2 separate regions of the Mus musculus genome follow, and region 2 is linked to region 1. The links are chromatin contacts, called in public Hi-C maps. All regions are on one chromosome and are shown on one strand. The core of a region is the stretch at or near the end of the contact, and the rest is flanking DNA. Distances in the headings are between cores, read along the strand shown.

Region 1 (4,554 bases), core at 1,500-3,999:
TAGGGGTCAGCCTGTTGGTACCAAATGGAGCCATTCCCCAGGGCAAGTTCTATGACCTGTATCTACATATCAACAAGGCCGAAAGCACCCTGTGAGTAGACCCGCCAGCCCTGGCCAGCCAGCACCCACCCCTCGTGCTCAGCCCACACTGGGCACACACGTTTCCATTTGCCCTTTGAAGCTTGGTCCCAGTGCCCAGGGTCCCCCAGAGAAAGCATATTCTAATGGGTAGAACCTAGCAACAGCAAACCTTTCCTGTGCAAAGGGGGATTGGTAAGCAACTGCATTGTGTATGTCCCATTGCTGTGGCAAATGCATGATAAGAACTTAAGGAGGAGGGGTTCATTTGGACTCGCCATGGTGAGAGTCCCTCTTCCTGTGGTCACAGGAATGGGAAGCATCCGTAGTCAGGAACCAGAGAGGGACGAACACTGGTGTACGAGGCTCCCCTCACCTTCTCTTTCTTTTTCATTCAGTCCACAAGTTATGTGGGTTCACATACATAATAGAGTGGATCTTCCCTCCTACTTCAATCTCTCTGGGAGCATCCTCACAGACAGGCACATCAGGGGTGCATCTCCTCGGTGACCTCACATCCAGTCAGAGAAAGACTGACCATCTCAGTTTGAACATGGGCGTGAACAAGTAATTCACATGTGCACACACACACACACACACACACACACACACACACACACACACACACACCAAATGGTTTTATTGTTGTTTTTTTTCAAGATGGAGGTCTCACTTTAGTTCTGGCCAGTCCTGGAACTCACTCTGTAGACCAGGCTGGCCTCCAACTCAGAGATCTGCCTGCCTCTGCCTCTCCAAGTGCTAAGATTAAAGGCGTGCGCCGCTAAGCCAAGCCTCAATTTGTTTTGTTCTGCTGTTTTGTTTTAAAGAAAGAAAAGAAAAGACAATGTTCTATAAAGCCTCAGACCTTGAGGCTGTGCAAAGCTTTGGCTGTGACAGCAAAAATCTAGAACTTTGTTTATGCCATTTATGCTGTTTCTTCCTTCCTGCCCCTGTGAGATCTCGTCCCAGTCAGCAAAGGGCAGTGACTTGCCTTGGCACGGGCCCTGGGTGGAGTTGGGGGCTCCACAAGAGTCGAGTATCCCTGATGAATGACTTCTTCTGGCTTTTGTCTCCTGCCTCCCTCTGCCCTCCCCCTCAGCCCACTTTCAGAAGGTTCCCAGACAGTATTGAGCCCCTCGGTGACCTGTGGGCCCACAGGCCTACTCCTGTGCCGCCCTGTCGTCCTCACCGTGCCCCACTGTGCTGAAGTCATCGCTGGAGACTGGATCTTTCAGCTCAAGACCCAGGCCCATCAGGGCCACTGGGAGGTGAGAAGCCGGGTGTGGTGACTCTCAAAACGGCATGATCCCAGCCCAGGTGACAACGTCCTCTTCGTCCCCCATAGGAGGTGGTGACCTTGGATGAGGAGACCCTCAACACACCCTGCTACTGCCAGCTGGAGGCTAAGTCCTGCCACATCCTGCTGGACCAGCTGGGTACCTACGTATTCATGGGCGAGTCCTACTCTCGCTCTGCAGTCAAGCGGCTCCAGCTGGCCATCTTCGCCCCAGCCCTCTGCACCTCCCTGGAGTATAGCCTCAGGGTCTACTGTCTGGAGGACACACCTGTAGCACTGAAGGTAGGGGCTTGTCAGGGCACGGCAGGGGCATCAGCACAGCCAATCAATTGGTTGTTAGAACCCTCCCCAGATGCGTGGTCCCTACAGGCTTCTTTCTGGCACCAGCCTCAGAACAGCAATGGACCCTCAGGCAGGCATGGAGGCCGCAGCTCCTAGGACTGGGCAGGAGGTGGGAGACAAGCAGGGGAATCTCTTTGAGAAGTCTGAGAGAGCGGACTTCAGGCCTAAGCCCTGGGTGACAAGTTGTCACTCTGGGTAGAAAAGAGGAAGGGCATTTCAGACCAACAGAGCGACCTTCTGCCGAGACAGGTGTGCGGCTCAGCGTCGTGAGCAGAGTAGGATGTGTGTACGAGTAGTCCTGTAAGAGTGGGGGGGGGGGCTGGAGAGATAGTAGCTTGTTAGCAAGCTCAGGTCATGCCTAGCAATCAGGATGCCGACCAGTGGTGAGGGGCCCAGCTATGGCAGACACCTGTTCACAGGTACTTTGTAGAATTCCCTATAGCTATGGGGTGTGTGTGTGTGTGTGTGTGTGTGTGTGTGTGTATAACAGGAACATTGGTGAACAAGAGGCAGAGGCAAGTTGGGAAGCTGGGGGTATGCCCCACATAGCAGGCAGTAGCAATGGCCAGGAGATGAGACTGGGCCTTGTGGGTGGTCAGTGAGATGGACAGACCAGGAACTGATGGGATGAGCTAGGAAAACCTGAGCTTCTAGCAGACACAGAAGAAAAGGCAGTGGAGACCGGAAGTGAGGGAAAGGATGGGCAGAGAGGAAGGGGGCTAACACTGGCTGATGTGGAGCCCAAGTGGGCGTCCCACCTGTCTGTCATACATGCCTCAAAGCCCGTGCCCCTTCCTTCCCCAACTCTGTCCCATTCCCAGGTCCCCGGTCTCATCCTAGCGTGAAAGGGAGGATATAGACTTGGCTCTCTTCTCCATCTTTCTTCCAGCCCTCTCAGAAGCCTCATGGCTCTCTCTGGCAAACCAGTGCCTCTTTCCAGCTCTGAGTTGTGGTCTCTCCCAGTCACTCTGTCTCTTGAGTCTCATGTGACTTTCTCAGGCTGCGTGCTGGGGACTGATGCAACCCAGATGAAAAGGCCCTGTGGGAGAAGGGCGTCCTCTGTGGGGCTGTATTACCCTGACATTCCAGGAGGCCTCCAAAAGGGGGGTGGTCACGGCTGGGAATTTTTTCCAGAAGGATCTTGTGGCACTGGTATTGGCTGCTGTCCATCTGAGCCAGAGGGTGGTGTGAAGATCAACAGGGAAGTCACCACATTCTGGCTCAGTTGCGTTCTTTTAATTGTTCAAGCCCTGTCTATTCACCCGTCCATCTGCCCTCTACCTTTTCACTCATTGTGGTAATAAGTAATACACTTGCACAGTAAACAGCCAGTTGTTCACTCAGCCATTCTCTTCGCTCGTATGTCTTTCCTTCAAATGACCTTCTATTCATATACCTGTCATTTGTGTATCTATCTGTTTATGCTTACCCACACATCCATCCAATGATCTAGCCATCCATCATCCATCCATCATGTTACAGTAGTTGGCTAATCCTCTCTAATCTCCCGGGCAGATAGTGAGGAACTCACCCCAATGATCTGGATTCTTGAATGGAAGGCACGTGCGCGCACACACACACACACACACACAGCCTTATATCTAATATGCCTTAAACAGCTCAATGGCTGGGCACTTCCAGACCTCCCAGCGGCTAACCCACTTACCCCTCTGATATTCCTGAATTACTACTTTCTAAAACCTGTGTCCCATCTTGGCCTTCCCAGGTGCAGACCTATCGCCCACCTGGGTTTTGATCCCCGACTCTCACATGCTGGCTGTCTCTCTGTCTTATTTCTCACGCCTGATCCTTCTGCTTCCCCAGCATGGGGTTCTGCCTTTTTCTCTCTCTCCTGTGCCTCTTGGCCAGGAATCCTAAAGTCCTGCTTCTGTCTCACTGCCCAGCCATTATATCAATCAAAGCCAACTGGGACCAGGGACCCTCAGCATCCTACCTGTAGGTGTGTGAATTCCCATTTAATTTTGGGAACCCAGTTAACATAATACAAGCAATAAACCATATTCACAATACTATCATTCATCCATCGATCCATCTACCCATTCATCCATTATCCACCCATCTATCCATTCATCCATCCATCCACCTACCCACCCACCCATCCATCCATCCATCCATCCTCCATCCAACATCCATCTATCCATCCATCCATCCATCCATCCATCCATCCATCATCTTTGTGTTCTCCATCCTTCCAGCAGACCCCTGTCAGTATCCTTCTATACATCTAACCCATCTATCTAATTCTCCTTCCAAGTTCTTGTTACCCACACATATGTTCTCTGTGTATCTACCTATCCCCCTGTCCGCCCATGTGTCATCCATCCAGTTTATTGTCTATCTACTTAGCCATCCCATCAATTCATTTATCCAGCCACCAGAAATCCATTCATGAATCCCATCCATCCATCTATCCATCCACTTCCCTATTAATCTGTCTTTTAGCTTTCCATGTTATTGGTCAGTCTGTCTGTCTGTCTAGCTATCCACCTAGCCACAGCTTTCCCATTCATCCATTGGTGTATCTGTCCAGCCATTCATCGGAAACACCTTCTTAGCTGGATCAGACGGGTCTGGCCCCAGACCAGCAACTTGAAATATAAAAGAGGGGCTGGAGAGATGGCTCAGCGGTTAAGAGCACTGACTGCTCTTCCAGAGGCCCTGAGTTCAATCCCCAGCAACCACATGGTGGCTCACAACCATCTGTAATGGGATCTGATGTCATGTCTGAAGACAGCAACAATGTACTCACACATAAAATAAATAAAAAATCTTAAAAAAAAAAAATATAAAAGAGCCATATGCCAAGGGTAACAAGT
Region 2 (4,554 bases), core at 910-3,409, 110 kb before region 1:
AAAGATTCTGGTCTGCCTATTTGCTTGTGGGCATTTGTTTTCCCTCCCTCCCTCACCCACTTCTCCCTTCCAAAATTTAGCAGAGCAAGCCACTTCATGCTAAGTTCTCTGCCCATTCTCTTGGGGTACATGCAGCAACAGGAAGATTTCTGCAGTGGCCGCTTCCAGGGACATGATGGGAAATCAATGTCCCCTTCATTAAAGGTTGCAAACATCACATTGCTGAACGATGGACCATCCACAGCTCCTGTTCTCTCATACTCTGAAGGGGATCCGATGCCCAAAGAAGGAGACTAGCCATTTTCTCTGATAACCTCTCCACAGTCCCCAACTGGGTCCTTTCATACCCAAGCTTCTCTCTGTCTCTGTCTCTGTCTCTCTCTCTGTCTTTGTCTCTCTGTCTCTCTCTCTCTGTCATGATCTGCCCAGAGGGAAGAACACCAGATCACAGTGGATCCTGGGACATGCAAGATGATTCCTGCCACTGTCCCTGCTCCCCCCACTTCCACCCCCAGCAGCTTCGAGCAAGCTTGGCAGCTGGAGTCCTAGAGAGCAATGAATCCATCACTGGGGTCAAACTCGGGGCCTGGGGTATGTGTTAAAACAAGAAAACCAATCAGAGCCGAAAATGAAAGGCAGCAGAGGTGTGAAGTGAGGAAGGAGACTGCCAGACAGGCACTGGCTGCTGCCCAGCTGCCTCCGGGTCTTTGTAGGCCCCACCACCGTGCCCAGGTCCTCCAAGAAGCAGGTAGCCAGTGAGTATCATAAGCCTGCCGCTCTCACCCTAAAGAGTAGGACCAGGGCTCCAGTGACAAGAAAAGCCCCAGACATAGATATGTTAGTTGATAGACTCTTAAGTGTCTGTGTTGGGGTCAATGCTCATTCTGGGGTACTCTAAAGCATCAGACTCAAGGAACAGGCTTCAAAGCCCCGCCTCTGGTACATCTGTTGTGGGAAAAACACTAGACCCAGGGCACGGTGTTCTAACACTAACCAAGGTCATGTTTTGGATCTGGCTGTGCAGAGGTCAGGTCCCCAGAGTTCCATGCACGGCTGAAGGGAAGGCCAGCACACAGGAGAGCTACAATACAGCCTAGCAGGGGAGAGAATAATGACATCTTCAAAGGTCTGGTACCAAGCACAGGTGCCACCCACAGCAAAGACAAAGGAAGAAGGATGGACCGAACACAAAGAGTACTAGCTGTGCCTAGAGCCTTCAGGCCAAGCACTGACCCAGAGGTCCCCCAAGGATAGGGGGCATCAGGGACCTCTGATGCTGATGGAGCCAGCAGGGTACTTGTCTCAGCCCTCATCCTTGCCCAGCACAGACATCCCAATGAAGGAGCTGAGCCAGGTGGCCCCATCGTGACCAACAAGGTGACTGGTTGGTCTTAGAGTGAGAGAGAGGCCAGTCCAGGCTGAGCACTGTTCTGCCTCTCTTCATTTATCCACCTATGCTGACAAGCACAATTGCTCCGCTGGCCTCAGACTCCCAGAAAAGCCCTGGAGAGCCCGGGTGGCCGCTCTATTAACACACAAACCGGTAGCCCGGCAGCTGCTGACACTGGGGTTAATTAAATCTATCTCCCCATCAATTCTCATTCAAGTACTATCGACGGCCATTAGATGGGTGACAGAGTGACAAGGGGACAGCGATAGACTTAACTCCCACGCTGCATGGAGAGGGCCCACCTCCCCGCAGAGACACTCCCCCCAGCCCCCACCCCCCACCCCGGTCCCCAGGGAAGAGCTCAGCTATGGACTCCAGGCTACGCCCCCACCCCACGCCTGCCAATCAGCAGCCAGCACGCCAGGCTATGCCCCACCCCACGCCTGCCAGTCAGCAGCCAGGCTGCCTCACCTTTGTTCTTTCTGCAAGTTTTTCTTAGGTATTTGTACAGTGCCAAGTCCGGTGGGCAGAGAACTACTTGGCTCAAGACTTGGGTTATTACCCGCTCTGCACTCAACCAAGCCTTTTCTCCACCAAACCAAATCCAGCCAAGGCCACCCCTCCCCTCAGCTTCAGCCTAGCTGGTCACCCTGACAGCCCTTGCTTCACAGGTCCCGCTAGACAGAAAAATAGTCTACTCACATACATTCACATGCTACGCCTCAGACTCTGGCATTATGTCATCACCTGGTCACAGGGACTTTCCGGATGTGGTTTGGGATCTTGGATAAACAGATTGTTTCAGATTAGCCGGATAAGCCCAGTGGGATAGCACGTTCCTGAGAGAGGACAGTCAGAAATGTGACGGAGGCGAGCCACACATGTGACATGAGATTTGACATTGTGGAGGGGACTATGAGCCCCGCTGTTCAGAAAGCTGTTGAGAAAGGCAAGGAGACACTCTCCTCTGGGATCTGGGAGGAACTGAGATGTGTACCAGTTTGATTTTTGCCCCAAAGAGACACACATCAGACTCTGCCCTCTAGAACTAAGAAGTTGTAAGTCTGTAGGGATGCAGTGGTTTGAATGAAAATGGTTCCCATAGACCCAGAGAGAGTGGCACTATTAGGAGGTGTAGCCTTGTTGGAGTAGGTGTGGCTTAGTTGAAGTAGGTGTGGCTTAGTTGGAGTAGGTGTGGCTTAGTTGGAGTAGGTGTAGCCTTGTTGGAGGTAGGTGTGGCCGTGTTAGAGGAAGTGTGTCACTTGGGGGAGGGATTTGAGGTTTCAGACGCTTAAGCCAGGCCCAGTGTGGCATTCATTTCCCGCTGCCTGCTGATCCAGATGTAGAACTCTCAGCATCTTCTCCAGCACTATGTCTGGATACTACCGTGATTCCCACTATGACGATACTAAACTAAACCTCTGAAACTGTAAGCCGGCCCGATTAAATGTTTTCCTTTATAAGAGTTGCCTTTAAGAATGTTTTATGTCTTTCCTTTATAAGGTAATGGTGTCTCTCCATAGCAACAAAACTCTAACCAAGACAAGAGATATGTTGCAACATAAAGTTAACCCACCCTTCCTCACCCTGTGTTCACCGTCTCCATTCATATCTCCTGTCCGTCAGTACACTATGCCTGCCATTCCACCTCCCTCCCGTGGGAACAGCCTTTGACCTCAGTTTGAAGGAGTACCTAAAGCTCCCAAATTTGTGCCCAGTGTGGCTGCCTCTGCTTCCCAGTCCTTAGGTCTGAGTTTGAGGCACAGGCAACAGCCCAGGCAGGCCTAAAGGTACAATCCAGCCATTCTTGGGGGCAGAGGTTATGCAGCTGATCAGGGCTCTGTTGATGAGGAACATGCATTCGTCACGATGAGCCACGGGCTGTCTACATGTCAGAACAGTTCTACTTGAAATTCTGAGGGTTGGGGGTGGAACAGGGTTGGAACCCCAAGGCTGAGAAGGAGTACAAAAGACCATGATAGGAGGTTTACATTGGATTCTCTACCCCTGGGCCTATGAAGGCTGCCCTACTGAGTGCTCTCTCAAGTCTTGGCTGCAGCCAGATCTGGTACATGGGGTTTATGCTGTAGCTATTAAGTTTGATTAGGGCCCTCGAGGTCAAGGAGAGGAATCCTCTCAGACCATCCATCCAATGGGCCCGAGTGAATGTCCCGTGCATCGGAACAAGTAAAACATCATTCTACTAGGCCAAATGAAAGAAAAGCAGGCGCCCACAAGGCCAAAGCAAAGGACACTGGGTTCCTTTTGTGAGACGTGTTTTCACATATCTGGGCTGGCCTTGATCTCCCCTTATAACCAAGGATGATGATGGCCTTAAATTCCCAATCTTGCTTCCACCTTCCAATCACGAGTATTACAGGCATGTACCACCATGCATGGTTTAGATGATACTGGAAATAAAGCCCAAAGCATCATATAGCCTAGGCAAGCACTCTACTGAGCTACATTCTTGGCTCCAATCCCGGCTTCTTGGTGCTCACACCACCCCAGCCCCAAGGCAGAGTGGACCAGACTGATCTCTACTTCCCTCTAGGTTTGAAGAACTCAGGACTTTGAATCATGTTGAAGACAAGAATAGGCCTGAATTGAAGGTCCCAAGGAGCCCTGGAACTTCTGGCAGGCTTTGTTCAGGTCAAAAGCGAAGTGCAATCGGACTGCTGAGTCTGGTGGTGGACTCTGCAGGCAGAACCTCTCTTGAGATAAAGAATGGTGAGGCCAAGCAGCAGAGGCACACGCCTTTAATCCCAGCACTTGAAAGGCAGAGGCAGGCAGATCTCTGTGAGTTCGAGGCCAGCCTAGTCTATAGAGCTAATTCCAGGACAGTCAGGGTTACACAGAGAAACCCTATCTTGAAAAACTAAAAACCAAAGCAAACAAGCAACAAACAGACAAACAAAACCATGGACTCTTACAAAGCCTCAAGCTCAGGTAGAACAGAAATACCAGTGCTGGATAATTAGAGCTGCGATCAAAGAAAAATACTGCAGACCTTCCCTGTGACCCACCCACCCTTCTGCCAAACTTCAGGTCCCACTTTTCCTAAGTCACTAACCCAGCTTCAGCCATTCCCTATCCCCTCTAGGGAGAGCCCCTGAGGCCACTCCCCTGGCTCCTGTTTTGTTTTGGTGTGACTTCCTGTCTCA

Evidence for each region. Hi-C and Micro-C count contacts between places; a contact is called where the count stands out from the background.
Region 2: a contact with region 1 is called in a Hi-C map of the N1E-115 cell line, with 7 times the contacts expected there. The contact joins two enhancer-like sites. A contact is called at or near these places in 1 of 15 datasets of contacts at CTCF or cohesin (embryonic stem cells), 4 of 484 Hi-C or Micro-C datasets (the N1E-115 cell line, cortical neurons and embryonic stem cells), 3 of 115 datasets of contacts at active chromatin or transcription factors (bone marrow-derived dendritic cells, embryonic stem cells and pancreatic cancer cells) and 1 of 9 other capture datasets (embryonic stem cells).

What each region holds. Positions count from the first base shown.
Region 1 is chr10:60,769,281-60,773,834 of GRCm38.p6, reverse strand. It overlaps Unc5b (unc-5 netrin receptor B), which reads left to right. Exons shown (of 17, transcript NM_029770.3): 11 at 4-91; 12 at 1,178-1,346; 13 at 1,424-1,657. Among named protein-coding and RNA genes, the nearest start is that of Slc29a3, 19 kb to the right of the region's middle. Within about 2 kb of position 2,749, at least 7 of the 459 cell types and tissues checked have an H3K27ac peak or open chromatin away from gene starts, as enhancers often do. A contact at or near this core is called in the N1E-115 cell line, where this site is marked.
Region 2 is chr10:60,883,061-60,887,614 of GRCm38.p6, reverse strand. No RefSeq gene overlaps it. Among named protein-coding and RNA genes, the nearest start is that of Gm36750, 3.3 kb to the left of the region's middle. Within about 2 kb of position 2,159, at least 40 of the 459 cell types and tissues checked have an H3K27ac peak or open chromatin away from gene starts, as enhancers often do. A contact at or near this core is called in the N1E-115 cell line, where this site is marked.